Regions from separate parts of the Oryctolagus cuniculus genome. Here region 2 is linked to region 1. Evidence: chromatin contacts called from public Hi-C data. All regions are on one chromosome and are shown on one strand. Each heading gives the region's core, a stretch centred on a gene start, on an enhancer-like site or on the middle of the called end of the contact. The rest is flanking DNA. Distances are from core to core; before and after follow the strand shown.

Region 1 (3,315 bases), core at 597-3,096:
GGCTGGGCCAGGCAGGGATGAGGGCTTCTGGACACCTCTATCCTCTTACATGGGGGACAGCTGTGAGCATGGGGTCCTCCTCCCACAGAGCAAAGATTGCAACATCAACCCCTAGAGAGAAAGAAATTTCAGGCTGAAACATTTGAGAAAATTCCCCGAGGGATGCAACTAGAGGCCCACACCCTTTCTGTATAGGAGAAGCAACTGTGGTTGTGGAGCCAGACAGACCTTAGGTTTGGTCCTTGCGTTTTTGTGGTTGGCTGTGTTACCTTAGGCAAGGGAGCTCCGTTTCCTCCTCTGTAAATGGAGCTAATGATGTAGTTTCTGTAGGTGGGCTGTGAGGAGCAAACAGGATAATGCATGAAACTTCTTAGTACATGATCTGTCTGCATGTCCTTGTCTTTCAGTATCAGTTTAAACGTCACTGGGGCTGTTGGGATCACCCATCAGCAGGTGCTATGTCAATTCTATGCCTATCTGCACAGGAGGGTCTTTTCTTATTTCTTCATTTATGAGTGTGATCTGCTTCCAGCCCCTGGCCTGGTGCTCACACAGTGTCCCAGTGCCTGAACGTGGTCATGGAGCGAGCACTGAGTGACCGTACATCAGAGTGGATGCGGAAGTGACGGCTATTTTTTTTTTTATTGTAACTTTTTCACTCATTTACCCCTCCTTGATTTTCCCAGATTTCCATCCACTTTAAAACAGTTAGAAGACGCTGGGCTTCTTTGCTGCAAGGGAGATTTGTGGCGAGGCTAAAAGCACAGGTTGCCTCTGACACACATTTCCTCCTGCACGTTAGGTCCATGTTAGAAGCCATTGAGATCATGCTAGATAATGTTTGAAGACAGAGAAACAGAGGGCAGGAGAGAGGGGAGAGAGACACGGATACATAGGTGATAGACAGATAATATTGATCGATTGATTCTAGAGTATCATGAGTAAAAAGGGCCCCATCAGCTGCTCCCCCAGAGTCTAAAGAGTGATGTCCAGGGAGGGTGTGGGGCAGGAGGGTTCTGTGAACAGCAGTAGTCTTCACACACTTCCTGGGTACCTCCTCCCAAGTCAGCATTTAGTGGAGGTGGCACTAGGGCCCGGGTCCCCGGGGATGGGAATGCCATCAGAGCAGCAGAGTGGACAGGAATAATAGGTGTCCTGGCACAGCCAGCAAGGGCTAGTGACCAAGGGCCACGGGTCCTCCCTGGTGCCCTGATGTTACTTACAAGTCTGGAGAGGGCACAGATCTCAGAAGGACTGAAGTTAAATGGGACGAGGGCTCAGTCAGACCTCAGCTGTTCACCCCTCGTCACATTATTCATTCCCTGAGTCCTTGGATAGGACTGACAGTGCATTCTGGGTTTGCCTTTGGAGAAAGGCCTGGGGTGTGTGTGTGGAGGGCGTGGGCAGTGTCTTTGCACGTCCTGGATCCTAAAGAAGGGCGATGTCCCTGCCTTTGTGTCACTCCTGGTCTCTGCCTGGCTTTTCTCAGCCCAGGGCGGCTCACCTGTGGAGACTGGAGAGTTTCTGTATTAGGTGTGCGTTTTTCCATATGCAATAAAAGTCATAATTCGTTATTTCTCTATACCGTGACTGGTTCTAAGAGAGGGTCCCCTTGCACTGTAGCTGAGTTCAGTGCCCTTGCCGCCTCTCTACGTCCTCCCAGAACCTCGGTGAAGCGAACTTGGTGCCCCTGGATCTTCTCAAGACACCCCTGAAACTCAAAAGCCCCCTCTTTGCTTTGCCTTGCATTCCTAGAAAACTTCCCCACTTATTCTGCAATAGGTTTCAGCCGTAAAAGGCTTTACCAAATCACTATTTCTTTACCAATTTTTATAGCCTTCACCACCTACCAGGTAAACACCGCTTTCCGACTGCAGACGGAGCAGCTGAGTTGCGCATGCGTAAAAAGGGGGACACGCTGAACTCGCGCGGACTCGCGGAACCAACGTTGCGCACCTACCAAAGATTGGAGGATGAGCGGAGGCAGACGAGCCGCACAGCTTTAGGAAGCAGGAGGCACGGAGATTACGTCGTCCGCTGACTGAGCTTCCTGGGCCCTGCCGTGGCTCCACCCTTCAGAAATTCCCTTCTGCCTGTGGCCACGTACCCGTTTTCCCTAGGTCCCCAGGATGGGGGCCGGAGCGGGAGTCGGATTGGGGTTTTTCTCGCCGCCATGCTGGCTGGCCACATATCGAAAGCCTTTCTTAAGAGACCAGTGCCACAGATTGGGTTCTGCAAGCATCGAGCATTGAATGTGCCTCGTTGGATGACAAGAACTTCACGATGCAGGCGACTGTGTGGGACAGCCCAGGCCCTTAGACGTGAACGGTGTTGGGCTGTGGCTCCTGACTGGGCCGTGTTGCACCCCGGCTCTGCCAGGCTGCCCCTGGGAGCTGGCGGGTAGGCTCCGGGCCCACAGCTCCATGGGCGCCCACAACAGGCCCTGCTGCTTCCTGGGTCTTATGTAGGGGTGGGGATGGTGGTTGTGCAGGTCAGAGAGAGACCCCTCCCCTCCCCCAACCTCAAGGTTGCGCTCCAACTGGGCAGGCACTTCCCTTGTCTTTCAAAGAACCAACTTCTAAAGCCTGCCCCAAATGATTCTCCCTGTGGAACTGACTTTACAAGGGAGGGTCACCTTCGTTTCGCCTGCTGATGTTTCCTCTCACTGCTGAAGCAAAGATTCGAGAGGACTTGCCCCCGAGGAAGTGGCCAACATGTGTCTCAGCTTCCCATCACTGCTGTGCTAAATCACCACGACTAGGTGGCTTAGAGCAACACAGATTTATTATCTTACAGTTCTGAGGAAGATTGACATGGGCTTCACTGGGCTCAAAGGAAGGTGTTGGCTGTGTCCCTTTCTGGAAGCTCCAGGGATGAATCCATTCCCTGGCTCTTCCCACTTTCTCCAGACTGCTCTCATTCCTTGGCTCCTGGCCCCGTCCTCCGATTTCAAAGCTAGAAGCAGTACAGCACCTCTCCAACCTGCTAACCAGGAAGTGACGTTTTGTTAGAATAGCAGCCAGGTAAGCCAACAAATGCAATCTTAGGTGGCAAGTGAAGGGTGGGCTCAGGGAGGGAGCATGGTTGAAAAAGAATTCAGTGCCCTGGGAGAGGCAGGAACGGCTTCGCCCAGGGATGTTACTCAAGCCAATACTTGTCTTAACTCCTCTGGTAGACTGGAAGAACTAGAAGGCAGGGTCTGGGCATCTCATCTGCTTTTCCTTTAATGCCGAGTTCACTGCTTTGCATCCTGTAGACACCCAATAAATATCATTTGCAAGGAACTGGTTCAGCTCTCTTTCGGAGTCATTTTTC
Region 2 (3,315 bases), core at 512-3,011, 150 kb before region 1:
TTCTAAAATATTTATTTATTTATTTGAAAGGCAGAATGACAGAAAGGGGGAGATGGGGAGTGCTAGTTTATCTGCTGGTTCACTTTTCAAATGCCTGCAATATCCAGGGCTGGACAGGCTGAAGCCAAGAGCCCAGAACTTCATCTGTATCTCCTATGCAGGCAGCAGGGGCCAAAGTACATAGGCCATCATTTGCTGCCCTCCTGGGTGCATCAACAGGAAACTGGATGAGAAGCAGGGCAGCTAGAACTCAAACTGGCACTCCATTATGGGATGTAGACACCCCAAGTGGCAGCTTAACCTGATGCATCACAACAGCCCCTAAAATAACTTCTAATTACTAGTCTCCAAATAGGTTGTTAAAATCACGGTCATCAAATTATGCTTTCCACCTGACAAAACCCAATGACTGCCAAGGATTTCAGCAGGAGAAATATGGGATACAGGAGACAGATTTAGCAAGAAGAACAAACTGTTGACAAACTTAGCAAAAACAAAAGCAAAAGGCACGAAAGTTTGGGGGGGTATTAATTTAGAAATAGCCCTGAGTTCTGTATTTACTTGTGGTTATAGGATAAGACAGAGCAATTGGTTGGAAAGGAAGGGTGTTACTGATCAAGGAGGACAGGGAGCATCACACCCAGGAGTCTGGACTCTGTTTGGACCAGTGGGAAGACATCTAAGGCCTGCAGGGAGTGAGCAGAACGATCTGGCACATGACAGACATGCAGACACTTCCAGTCCTTCTGTCTGCCCTGGGAGGCTACAGGTTGCTGGATTCTTAACTTCTCTTGCTCTGCCTTCTGGTCTGCTTCTGATCTAGAGATGTACTGCTTTCATATCTAGTGACTGTGAGCTCTGAGACTTGATTGACTAATTGTTCCTGCCTTGGACTAGTCTGGTAACTCCATGTTACCTCCACGCTCCTCTGCCATTTCTAGTCCTGGCAGAGAGAAAGTTCTACTGGTTTTTCTCTTTCTGCCAAGGGGACAGCAGTGGGAGTTGCGTATTGTTCCTTTAGGTAAACATGACTCAAATTCATTGTTAACTGCCAAGACTGTGTAAATTTTTTAGGTCATGTTACCTCCTGAAAGTAAACCAGTATGATTTCTAGCTTCTATTTTATACCTCTTACACAAATGAGTCGAAATGGTTGACAATGCATTTGCCATCAAGTAAGCTGGTTCTGGTAAATCAAAGCCAGAAAACAGTTTATACTTCTAATTCCTCAAAATTTCTTGTCCCAGTTTTACTCTCAAATCATCCCCTTCTGACACTGGTGAACATCTGTTCTCCTAATTGCATTCAATTTGATAATGTGGTACAACTAGAATATTATTTCCAACTGCTCATTATTTTAACATGTGCTAATTATGAAGCAAAATACACTCTCAACATCTGATGTCTTGTTATAATTTATGCTCTCTCAATTATTATGTAATTTTCGTGCCATATTTTGCATGTCAGAAAACCTGCACCTTAGGATAGTAATCTTGAATGGAGAATATTATATCTAGCCTACCTATCCAATGCAGTCTATTATAGTAAACACTTGCAAACATAACTTCCACCTCATGAAACATAAAAGCAGAATTGCTTTTCCTGAATGGGTGTTTGACAAGGCCCAGAGCCTTCACAGAACACAGCTGAAAAGGCACTGTTATATAAGGTGCAGACTGGCATTTCAGTTTCATTGTATGCCCTGTGTAGCACCACACATACTCAAGTCAGTCATCTGTAACTCCCGGCAAAGATGAGTCACCCTTTCACCTGCTCTAGGAAACCAAGGCTTCTTCTGGTTCTGTAGTGGCCCTGTGGGCTAATTCCTCTAGATGGCACTGTTCTCATTAGGTAGCAAAGAATGCAGGCTCTAATTACTAAGTTACTAACTCAACATTACACTTGCAGCACAAAGAGCAATAAGCATACTCCAAACAAGTTATGAGTAATAAGACATCCATTTAAAACAAGAACTAGAAACATTCCCTAGAAATTCAGACACACAACAGATACTTTCTGCTGGTTCTCAGTGCTTAATGGGGGCAGACCTTGGGCAGTGGTTCTGAAAATGTGGCCTAGGACCAGGAGCATAAACATTACCTGGGAGTTTAATAGAAATACAAATTCTCAGGTCCCACCCAAGATCCACTGAACCAACAGCCCAGGGGGCAACCATGTGGGTTTTGATAAATCTTCCAGGTGATTCGGATGCCGAAGTTTGAGAATCCCCGATCTGGAGTTATCCTTCAAGGCTAGTTCAGCTTTCAAAATCATGATTCACATCCTGTTCAAATGTTTGCCTCTGTCTTTAGCATGATTTCATATAGCTTACTGTGATAGCTCAATGTTTCTGTAATATAGTAATTCTTGTAGTTTCTCTCTACCATGGTTGGCCATTCTCACCAAGTTGAGAACATAGGAATAAGAATAACCATTAAGAAGTTTGAACACAACAAAAGAATAGGAATTTTCCCTCACTGTGTACTTGCGGTATTTCCACTACAGGTTGAATATCCCCTATCTGAAGTGTTTAGAACTGCTTCAGATTTCAGAGTTTTTTAGATTTTGGAATATCTGCTTACCTGTTGAGTATCTGAAGTCCAAAAATCCAAAAACCTGAAATGCTCCAAAATCCAAGGCTTTTAGAGCATTATTTTCGTACTCAAAAGGTCATGGATTTTGAAGTATTTGGGATTTGGACTAATATATTAGGGAAGCTCACTCTGTACTTCCTAGCTCCCTCTGTCTTTGGTTTCTCTCTTCTTTTGCTAGAGTTCATATTAAAGACCAGGTGGCTGGCAGCTTTTGTTAGTTCAGCTTGTTAAAGAAGGAAGCCTCTTTTCTAGCAAGATTTCTTTTATCACCTCTGTTTTTCAAACACAACATAAGGTAGCAAAAACAAATTCTCAACATACATACAAATTTCCCAACAAATGAAACACAATGGTATTAAACCCCTAATTTTGGGTACATACTTAGAAGCAAGTATTTTCTGTATACTTTATTCACTCTCAGTCACATTTCAAAAATGATGCCTGCTGAAATACATGTTTTTTTAACCAAGGCAATGCAATTTGTATATTCAATTTTCTTTCACTACTGCTATTAAAATGTTTCACTGCTAGGTAATCAATATTCACTCAGCCTTCAAAATATACCCTAGTTCTAATGTAAAGTGTTATTAATTTTAAACTCTAAGTTTTCACTGCTACTAAATAGGAAAACAACTGACTTTTAAAATAGTTATTTACTTGAGAGTCAGAGAGAGAACACACGTCCACTAGTTCATATCCTAAATGCCTGCATTAGCTGGGA

Evidence for each region. A called contact is a pair of places that touch in the nucleus more often than the background predicts.
Region 2: a Hi-C map of an unstated tissue shows a contact between it and region 1, with 7 times the contacts expected there. The contact joins the enhancer-like site here to the promoter of TDRD15 in region 1. A contact is called at or near these places in 2 of 6 Hi-C or Micro-C datasets (ear pinna and an unstated tissue).

What each region holds. Positions count from the first base shown.
Region 1 is chr2:181,670,986-181,674,300 of mOryCun1.1, reverse strand. It overlaps TDRD15 (tudor domain containing 15), which reads left to right and starts at 1,846. Exons shown (of 10, transcript XM_070069382.1): 1 at 1,846-3,023.
Region 2 is chr2:181,820,332-181,823,646 of mOryCun1.1, reverse strand. All of the region lies in intron 3 of LDAH (lipid droplet associated hydrolase), which reads right to left. Among named protein-coding and RNA genes, the nearest start is that of LDAH, 25 kb to the right of the region's middle. Within about 2 kb of position 1,761, at least 1 of the 8 cell types and tissues checked has an H3K27ac peak or open chromatin away from gene starts, as enhancers often do.